Linked DNA regions of Oryctolagus cuniculus: region 1 is linked to region 2. The links are chromatin contacts, called in public Hi-C maps. All regions are on one chromosome and are shown on one strand. The core of a region is the stretch at or near the end of the contact, and the rest is flanking DNA. Distances in the headings are between cores, read along the strand shown. Region 1 holds the start of SNAI2 (snail family transcriptional repressor 2). Region 2 has its middle 93 kb from the start of UBE2V2.

What was found. A called contact is a pair of places that touch in the nucleus more often than the background predicts.
Region 1: a contact with region 2 is called in a Hi-C map of an unstated tissue, with 10 times the contacts expected there. The contact joins the promoter of SNAI2 here to the enhancer-like site in region 2. A contact is called at or near these places in 5 of 6 Hi-C or Micro-C datasets (ear pinna, embryonic fibroblasts, psoas muscle and 2 more).

What each region holds. Positions count from the first base shown.
Region 1 is chr6:73,114,335-73,119,665 of mOryCun1.1, reverse strand. It overlaps SNAI2 (snail family transcriptional repressor 2), which reads left to right and starts at 2,550. Exons shown (of 3, transcript XM_002710513.5): 1 at 2,550-2,935; 2 at 3,696-4,241; 3 at 5,145-5,331. The coding sequence starts at 2,857. The coding sequence ends at 5,326. It overlaps LOC103348011 (a long non-coding RNA gene), which reads right to left and starts at 2,643. Exons shown (of 3, transcript XR_007918597.2): 1 at 2,527-2,643; 2 at 1,335-1,434.
Region 2 is chr6:72,292,374-72,297,717 of mOryCun1.1, reverse strand. No RefSeq gene overlaps it. Among named protein-coding and RNA genes, the nearest start is that of UBE2V2, 93 kb to the right of the region's middle. Within about 2 kb of position 3,342, at least 2 of the 8 cell types and tissues checked have an H3K27ac peak or open chromatin away from gene starts, as enhancers often do.

The DNA of each region.
Region 1 (5,331 bases), core at 1,301-3,800, 820 kb before region 2:
GTATATTCAAGCCTCCCTATTAAAGGCCACCAGAGTTGCTCATCTCTCCCCATGCCCCAGCCCACAGGCAGAGCCTGTGCCTTCCGTATTGTCACATGGCCAGCGCCCACCTGCTGCACCCCGGCCGGGCTGTGTGCACAGACAGGAATTCCTAGGACAAGCACCTTCTTCTCATGCAAGGACTCCTCCAGTCAGCCTGCATATTTAACACCCGATTATTACCAGCCTGGGACTGAGTCTTACGAGAGCAAAATCCATTTGGGTTTTTTTCTGACACCTTTTTGTTTTCTTTCATTGCCTTCTCTTTTTATTCCAAAAACAAACGTGCAAAAGCTGGTGTCCTTGCTTTGACAAAGACTCTGTCCCCGGCAGGCGAGAGTGAGTCTTGTGGTCGATGGCCATCAGCAGCTCAGAGGCAGGAGCCCTGTGGCTAACAGAGCTTCCTCCAGAAGAGTCCTTGCCGCTGGCCACTGGGTGTGCCCTTGACTTCCCTTGTCTAAATGCTGCGGCCGTGTCTGAGCAGAGCACCTGTTTGGTGTGACTCATGCTATCAGCGCGTGGACGCTCCCTCCTGACAGGAGAGCAGACCTCACACAGGTATGCAAGTGACTCGTGAGCACGCGGATGTGTGTACTGACATGCCTCATGCACCGTCCCTGGCAGCACTAGGCGCTGCCACACCACCTGCCTCCTGTCCGTGTGGGGCACCTCAGGTGCCAGGGAAGGAGGCCTCCATGGTTGAACCTCTATAACCCAAACTGAGGTTGTTTTCAAGCATAGTGAGTGATTGTTCAGCTTTTTAAAGAGATTTTTAAAAATACATATTTTGGCAGGTTATCTTGTATTATAATTACCAGCGAATAAACACCAGAACATTCTCTAACACTCCTCCATTGTGAATAGACTCTATACAGAGAGAAAGTAGGGGAGGAAATAAAAGTCCGCAGCTACTTGTATTTTCCCAAATGTATTGTGTCTCTAAGATAACATGCATTTTGCAGGAAATGGTGTGGGAAGGACAAGGAGGACTCCTGTGCAAATGAACCAGGTGTCTAAATCTGAACAAAAGTAGCCGGCTCGGAATCCCGACTCCGACTTAGACTCCAGGTACGGACTGTGGTAGCACCTAATGTGAATTCATATTTTGCATTTCCTGCCCATCAGGTTCCCATAGCATAAGGAATCATCTGAATTCCTTTCTCTGCTTGACATTTAGAACAGTGACTGCTGGACTCACAAAAGGGACTCATTGAAATCAGCTCAGGAAACCTATGAGCATGGCCCTGGTACACAACACACACACACACACAAACACAGCAGTCTGGTTTTCTCACCCCAAGATTAAGCAGTTAGGCCGTCTGACAATGCACTTCTCACCCAAGTCCTGACATCACCACTGTTGTTTTCTTTTCCACATTTTTCCCCTTCTAGCACCTGTTAGAAACAAGAATAGGGTGGTCTTCTTGCAGATTTCTTCTGTCTTCATTCTTTGAACAAGTAGGAAGGAAAATGTGAAATGGACTGGAATGTTTGAAAAGATGGTTGATATTTTACTTTCAAACAGAGCCAGGTTAGAGGAATTTTAGATTTAATACCATACTCATAAGCAAGGTGTTTTTGCTGGTGACCCAATACCTCCTTAAAACTTCATAGATGTAGTGCTCCTAAGGGCATCCTTGTATATTTTTCGGTGCACTACAGGAAATGGGTTCATACTGGCATGGGTTATGATGAATGTATTCTGAGGGAAGTAGCCCCAAATGAAAGTACATAAATACTTGAAACATTTGTCTTCAAAGATCCATGCTAGCCTTTCTCGCTCATGAAAAAAAAAAAAAAAAAAGCCTTGTGGTACTCGAACTCTTCTCAAAGGCGCTTGTGCGAGAATTTTCCACGGCCCATAATGACAGTTTAACTATTGTCCCTCCCTCTCTGCCAGCCTTTCTATCTTTGCGGATTCTCTCCTCCCCGGAGAAGCAGCCCTGCGACGGGGCTACAAAGCAATTCTCAGCCCCCATGGCTAACACGGTGACAGGACTACCTAACGTCCAGGAGAAAAAGCGCCGCCTCTGGCTCAGCCTAGGGCTGGCCGCGCACAGCGGCCGCCGAGCGCTGGGGCAGCGGCCGGGGCTGCGGACCGGGACTAGCCCCGGGAGCCCCCACACCGCGGCGCTTTTGTCTTCACACTTCCACCTTCCTTTCGCAAACGCCAAGAACAGCTCTTTGTTTGCTCCCTGAGCAAGGCAACCCTCTCCAAATGCCACTTCCAAATACAGGCGCTCCTGAAGCCCAGGCTCCCCGCTAGCTTGCAGGCCAGCTTTTTCCTTCCTCGGGCGGACATTGCGTGCCTTCGCCTGCGCGCTGCCCACATCTGGACGCCAGGCCGGCTCGGGGCAGCCATCGCAGCCCCTCCGACCGAGCCCCGGAGCTCCGGGAGAGTACGAAATCGGTGGGCAGAGCTAACGCAGGGACATCGACTCTCTTAGAAATATTTAAGCACCTCTCCCCGCCTCTCCCCTGAAATACCGAAAAACAGTCCATTTTGAAGCAGAATAATTTAGTCTGACAACAGATTCTTCCTCTGTTCACAGCTGTCCCAGGGGGCGGGGCTGAAACCTGAGCCTCTCGGCTGTGATTGGATCCTTCTTGCAAAAGAGAGGAAAAAAAAACCCTCGCAGCCCGAACGGGCTCAGTTCGTAAAGGAGCCGGGAGACCTCAGAGGCGCCGGCCCGTCCGCCCGCGGCACCTGAGCGCGGCCCGAGCCCAAGCCCGGCCGGCCGCGATGCTGTAGGGACCGGCCGCGTCCTCCCGCCGGACCGTTATCCGCGCCGGGCGCCCGCCAGACCTGCCTGCAAGATGCCGCGCTCCTTCCTGGTCAAGAAGCATTTCAACGCCTCCAAAAAGCCGAACTACAGCGAACTGGACACACACACAGGTAAACAAAAAAATAATGATGAAAAGTTTGCCTAGAACTGTAACGATATGCAAATATAAATAGGTGTGCCTGCTGAAACACTGGATTACAAAAGAGCTAACGTCTCAGCTGTTTCCTTTGGAAACTGTTCTAAAGGAGAGCTGGGCGTCTTTTGATCACCTAGAACTCGTTTTAATTCAAAACTTTGAAAACTCCTAACTGACAGGGAAGACTTTATTCAGCGCTGGCAGCTTCCGTCTCTGGAGCTTGTAGGTACTTGCACAGTGATCTGTGGCAGATGAGCCACTCAGCTACGTCAGTGTGCAATTGTTGCTTTTTTCCCTTCTTGGAGCTTCTTTCCTTCAGAAGGCAGCCTGACCTCCCCCCTGTGTTGGCTCTCGGCGGTTATAACACATGTAAATAGCTCGTGCCTTCCGTGGAAAACAGCTGTTGTGTCTGCTCTTTAGAAATAAGGTCTGGGTTCTTCCTCCTGGATGGGGCGGGAAGGCACTGCCTGGGCTGCGCTCCCGGGGTGCCCAGTGCGGGGCTGGCGGGGGCAGCTGTCAGGCTGTGTGTGCCTCCAGCACAGTAACCATGTAGTGGCCAGGGTGGAAGGGCAGTGTTTTCCCAGTGCGTGTGTCCTCTTAAACGAGGCTCTCTTCTTCATTACCAAGTGCTCTCTGTGTTGTCAGATCTTTCCTGCCTGTGGGTGTGTGCATGTTTTATCTCAGTTATTTTTTTTTTACCTAAATCTCCTTCTCTCTCCTTTTCTTTCCCCCAGTGATCATTGCCCCATATCTCTATGAGAGTTACCCCATGCCTGTCATTCCACAACCAGAAATCCTCAGCTCCGGAGCGTACAGCCCCATAACCGTGTGGACTACGACGGCACCATTCCACTCCCCTCTGTCCAGCGGCCTCTCTCCTCTCTCCGGATACCCCTCCTCCTTGGGGCGCGTGAGTCCCCCTCCTCCATCCGACACCTCATCCAAGGACCACAGCGGCTCCGAAAGCCCCATTAGCGATGAAGAGGAAAGACTGCAATCCAAACTCTCAGACCCCCATGCCATTGAAGCTGAGAAGTTTCAGTGCAATTTATGCAATAAGACTTATTCAACTTTTTCTGGGCTGGCCAAACATAAGCAGCTGCACTGCGACGCCCAGTCTAGGAAATCATTCAGCTGTAAATACTGTGACAAGGAGTATGTGAGCCTGGGCGCCCTTAAGATGCACATTCGGACCCACACGTTACCTTGTGTCTGCAAGATCTGTGGCAAGGCGTTTTCCAGACCCTGGTTGCTACAAGGACACATCAGAACTCACACTGGTAAGAGAAACACCCTCCTCAGGACGGGGCTCTCTGATGGAACGCCAGCTGTGGGCTGGCTGTGGGCTGTGCATGAAGTAGTGACCCAGTGCTTTTGAGTGATGGGTGGTCTTTGATGGCCACTTCCTGACTGCTCCAAAAGTTGTTAGAGCACAGAGTTCTCCCTTTCTTGCTAACAAACTCTGCTCCAGAGACTGCAAACAGCATTTAGACTTTGGAAAGCAGACATGGGAGGTTGGTCTCAAAGATCAGTTAGAAAATCAGGAAAGGTGTGCTGACATGTGTATTCTGTGCAACTGCCCCCAGTAATCAGCAAATACGAATGCTGCTATCCTGATCCATTGATTTGGTAAATAGATGAAGATGTTTCCTATAGTACTCTCTTAACTACACTCTTGCTGTGATGACTATACTAGCACCTCTCGGTGAGTTGCCTAGTTGGGATGAAATTTGCTGTGTGCCTTTGGTGTTGTGTTTCTTGTGCTGCTGAAATTGTGCTTCTTGCACAAAAATCTTTCTGTGGAGAGTCAAGGCATTTAGACTGCCTTAGTAATAACACAAAAGGAGGGAAAGGGGCAAATACTGGGAAATATTGAGAGGTGTTCAACATTAATTGCACCTGCTGAGGCAGAGAAGCTTTGATAAGTGAAAGTCCCAGAGCTCCGTGAATTCTTTTCGGCGTGACTGGCACCAATAGTGGTATTCTGGGTAGGGTTTTATTTAATTCAACATTCAAATTTATCTCAAAGGGCTATATAGTAAAGTAGCTATTATTATTGGTATTTAAATCAGGTTTTGTCACTTCTCATTCTTCTGGCACAATGGTTTAGTTACCCATTCATGTTATTTGACTTTATGTTTTGACTAAAACACACTTTGTCTCTTTCTCACCTCCACCCACAGGGGAGAAGCCTTTTTCTTGCCCTCACTGCAACAGAGCATTTGCAGACAGGTCCAACCTGAGGGCTCATCTGCAGACCCATTCTGATGTCAAGAAATACCAGTGCAAAAACTGCTCCAAAACCTTCTCCAGAATGTCTCTTCTGCACAAACATGAGGAATCTGGCTGCTGCGTAGCACACTGAGTGAC
Region 2 (5,344 bases), core at 2,093-4,592:
ATCCAAACAGCAGCCTAAATCTCCCATTCTCCTTCTCCTGGGTCACAGCCCATAAACCCCAGTGGCAGTAAGAAGGGGCCTCAGCTCCCCACAAGTCTGTCCCATCAGAAGTTGGGCCTGAGCGCAGGGTTGAAAGAGCGGCAGCTCCCCCAGCCACCAGGTCAAGGGCAGAAGCAGCAAGCATGCCACCTGCTGCCTGGAAGTCATGGACCGCAGTGCACATTCAGCATGATCACGGTGCAGCAACAGAGACTTAGAACAGAATACAAAGGCCTGAGAGGTGGGAGATGACAGAAAGGAAGGCAAATTTATGGTAGCAAGGATTCTGATAAGGAGAGAGGTGGTGAAGGAGGCTGTGAGAGCAGAGGGGTCAGGTCGGGGGCACAGATTCACTTAATGGCAAAGAAACACCCTTCAGGAAAACACGACCTTTGTTTCACACAAAGGGAAGGAATAACTTCAAACATTTTATGTGCCATTTATGTGTCTTTCTAGCTTCTAAAAAATGTGAGTGTTGCTCGTGATCTCTCAAATGGCCCTGATTGGATCAAAATGATCCAGAGGTGAAAAACAGGAGGCAAACTCCAGATGTGTCACCACTGCCTTGCTGCTGTTATATAAATGGCTTTTCATGTTGAACAGTCTGGTGAGCTTCACTTAAGAATTTAATGCCCAGGGTCTGGCTCTGTGGAAGCCTCTGTCTGGCCTGTAAAGCCACAGTCTGTGAAGCCAGCATCTCATTTAGGCGCCGGTCTGAGTCCTGGTTGCTCCACTTCTAATCCAGCTCCCTCCTAATGGGCCTGGGAAAGCAGCCGAAGATACCCCAAGTCCTTGGGCCCTGCACCCACGTAAAAGACCCGGAAAAAGCTCCTGGCTTTGGACCAGCCCAATCTGGCTGTTGGGCCATTTGGGGAATAAATTAGCAGATGGAAGATTCTCTCTCTCTAACTCTTTCAAATAAATAATCTTTTAAAAAAAGAAGAAGAATTTAATGCTCAATACCAGAATCTCCAGAGAACTGAGGTACGTTTTTACTCCGTTCGGGTTACGTTGCAGCCAGGAGAGGCTCTATCCTGGCCGTGGGCATGGGTGGGAGCAGCTCCCAGAGGGCCCCTGAGCAGCTGCCAGAGTCTAAGAAAACAGCAGCAAATGACTAAGTCACAGCCCTGATGCACTCTGCAATGACTCGGTGACCTTGTCTGCTTACGCCCGGTTAGCAGGAAGTCGCTCGGCAGAGTCCCTAAGTCTCGCCCGCTCTGCCTTTCCCAGGGTGGGAAATCTCCCACTCCAGTACACTGTGAAATGATCGTTTATAAACCCCATTTCCTCCTCCAGTCCCCTGAAGGCAAAACAGAGCAGATGCAGCCAGGCGCCTGCCCTGGACCCCAGGGATCCTCTTACTCTGAAACAGTAAAATATCTTGCTGCCGTGTCAGGGTCTGTTGTCCTGCACAAAGCTATTACTTTCGAGAATAAAATCATTTTAAAAATCACTCTTCCAACAGAGAAGGTTCTCTGCTCTTGCTCTTCCCACACATATGGGGCACAGTAGGAATGGGGATATTTTACTAAAATCCTCTGGGAAAATGTGGACACTTGCAGAAGATGGATAACTTCTAAATGCCTGAGTTTGTCAGATATGGTAAATACTTCAAAGGAACGTTCCAGACAACATAAAGCAGTACCTCTTATCCAGCACAGAAAAGAACTCCCTGAAGTCAAAAAAGTAGAAGTGACTGAGTCCTACTCAATCCCGCAATGTTGCTTTTTTATGGTAATTTGGACGATAACAAGTTTCATTTTTTAAAAATCATAGGTAAAGTACTTTGAAGCATATTACAAATATCAGAAATGAGTCTAAAAGTTAACACATGTTATATAAGACCTGAAAACCCATATCAGAGTGCCTGGGTTCAAGCCCCAGCTTCTTTCCTGCTTACAGCTTCCTGCTAATGCACTCCCTGGAAAGCAGCAGGTGATGGCTCAAGTACTGGGTCCCTGCCATGCACGTGGGAGACTCAAGCTCCTGGTTCCCGACTGCAGCCTGTGCAGCTCAGCTGTGTGAACATCTGAGGAGCGGATCAGCAAATGGAATATATCTATATTACCTTCCAGTAATAAATTCATGGTTTTTTTAATTCCTAAACAGGGGTCAGTATTGTGACACAGCAGTTTAAGCCTCTGCTTGCAATGCTGGCAGCCTGCATCAGAGCACTGGTTCAAGTCCTGGGTGCCCCACTTCTGACCCAGCTCCCTCCTAGTGTGCCTGAGAAGGCAGTGGAAGAGGACCCAAGGAATTGAGCCTCTGCCACCTGCATAGAAGACCCAGGTGGAAATCCTAACTCTTAGCTTCAACCTTAACCAGCTCCAGTTATTGCAGTCATTTGGGAAGTGAATCAACAGATGCAAGATCTCTCTCTCTGTCTCTCTCTGTGTCTGTCACTTTGCCTTCCAAACACATAAATCTTTTTAAATATCTAAATAAATAAACCTACCTAAGAGAAAAGGCCTTAAGTTACTCATGCAATGGAAGTGACATTCTTGGATTTAGGTAGATTTTTGCTAGATATTAAGTAAATATGGTACAGATGATGTGGAGAATGGGAGATTAAGAAGAATATAGGGGTATGATTTACATTTCTACCACTGAGCCAAGAAAAAGCACTTGATTTTAAAAATGAAGAAAAAGTTTCCCAAGCCACTGATAGTATTTGTATTGCCCTAATGAAACCACATCACCATTAACCAAATATTTAATACACATTAATAAACATTTTAATATTTTAATATATATTTTTAAATCACTTACTACCCCATCACCCTAACAAAGCACTTTTTTCAATCATTAGAACCCCATAAGCTGCAATGACATCCCCACAGGAGAAAAATCCCCTTTCAGATTTGGTAAAACTGTTTGAAAAATAAAAATGCTAGAATATTCACAATTACCAGAACTAAGAAAGTGACTAATCAAAACAAGGCACCTACATTCTCATATTTTGAACTGTGTCTCTGATGCACCTGCACATCTCCCTCTGTTCCAGACGTGCCCAAGAGTGGACAGCAAGTGCACCGAGAGCACTGGAAACTGGGATGGAAATTTCAATTGATTTTCAGTCAGTTCCATTAGTACACTAGGGCCAGCCCCAGAAGCAAAGAGCAAAACACCCAGCCTTCACCTCCACCCACACCTTCATCATCGTCTCACGTCGTTCCAAATCAAAGTCACCCAAGGACGGGGCCCGGGCGGGGCAGGAGTGAGGAGGATCAGAGCCCAGGGCTCACACAACTGAAACCTTACGATGTGATCCTGGAAAGGCACCAGGACTTGGAGAGCATCACCGACTTGCTGTGCACATGCTCCTCCTAGCGACCGAACCGGGTAAAATAAAAGGCGAATGTTTCCAAAGTGGTGTTCATTAAATGTTTCAGAATGGGACTCCACCAGGCTCCAGATAAATTCCCACACAGACTCTCCTCCCGGGAGACCACCCACCATTCCCCAAACTGCCTGTAAACTCTGTTATGCGGCACACTCTGTGCTGCCGTGGGCCTTCAGCTTGCAGAGCACTCCCGGGAGAGACCTCCGCTCTGTTTTCCGTTTGGCAGGAGGCTGCGCACATGTGCAAGCTCAAGGCGACCCCAGCACGCACTCACCTCCTGCCTCCCGGCTCGGCATTTCCTGGCCATGTTCAGCTTTGTTTCACTCCATTTTTAAACCTGATTCCTTGGGACTCCCATTAAAAAATCAAACGGAGATCAAGATGGCGTTTATGAGTTCTGAAACAATACACTAACATTTTCCCTAACATGTACAGCATCTGGGGGACCCAGGAGCTCCCCAAGGCCACATCCAGACTGCCTGTGGCTGATGCTGGCCGGCCAGGGACGGGGTCGTGTGGCGCCTGAGGCTAGGCTCCCGCGCAAAGTGCTGCAGCAAAAATTCACCCACAGCTCCGTACTGTTGACACAGGCCCTTCCCCGATGCCCAGGCGGAAGTCAGACCCAGCTGTCATACAAATTCATCTTGAACTCAAATTGCTGAAGCAGATCATCTGCCACGGCCATGAGGAAACACCACCTGCAAGTTTCCAGGACTCTCGGTGGCATTCCGGTGCCCTGTTATGCTCACAGTAGCCTGGGGACCCAAGTCTTCAATGAAAGAAACATCGAACTAGGCAGAAAGGCGCCAGGCACAGGCTGGGCCCACTAGAGATTCAGGAAAGAGGTGCCTGTCCCTGCGGTGAGCCTCACAACAGACAGGGGGGCCCACACGGGGTGACCCTGGTCTCCCCCCACCCTCTGCACCTCTGCCTCCTCCTCTCCTTGCCCCTGGCATGGCCGCGGGGCCACTTTCCACAGTGCTGCAGCCTGAGGGACAGGGTTAAAACGCTTACCAGTGCATGTCCTCCTCAGAGACAACGTGGCGTCCTGGCCGACATGGCTGACGTGGCTGATGCGTCACCGCAACCCCACTGAGGCAGGACAGCTTAGATAGATAGTTTTAAACTCATGAGCTGGAAGCCGCACCTCCTTCACTCTGTGTTGCCCTGTTCACCCACCTGTCAATCAGGGGACCCCTCTCCCCAGGAAGTACCTCCTCTTACCTGGGTCGTGGGGGAGGTACCACCATGTAAACACTTCCATTTTTCTAAGCTCATAAAAAGCTAGGAAGAATGGAAACGCTCTCTGTCCTCCACGTGGACTCAGGACGGGCAGAGTAGGGTAGGATAACTATCTTTCTTTGGCCCCAGTCTCCCTAAATAAAGCCCTAATGGGCCTGTGTGTTTTTCTCACTTCATAAATAAAGTTGATCACACAGCATGCCATGTTTTGGTCTGTATTTAGAATTCTCTGAATAAAAGGCAAGAACCTGGAAAATGAATTTAGGCCCCCTCCAGCCGATAACACCACCACCCTGGCTGCTCCCTCTGCAAGGGCTCTCTGCACCTTCCCCTCCCTCACCGAGCCCCCCGAGCCTCCTCTTGCTTCCTTTTCTACCCACAGTGCTAGCACCTCCAACTGTGATACACAGTTCAGTTGTTTGCTATGACATTTCCATTGTTTGCTGTTGTCTTTCTCCTCAGCTGCAGTGGCCGCCCTGAGGGCAGGGCTCAGGTGGCCTCCAAGTGCATCCTCCTGAGAGGACACCTGACACGTCCCCTCTCTTCCCTCCCAACCCCCACCCCTGCCCCTGCCCCGTGTTCTTCACTGCACAGCCCAGCCAGCTGGCTGCTGCCCTGGGGCCACATTCAAAAATAGTCTAGCTTCTTGTTTACTCAACTATTTCAAGTATAAAGGAGAACACAGATAATAAGATACACATTTGCTTCATCTTCTTGGTT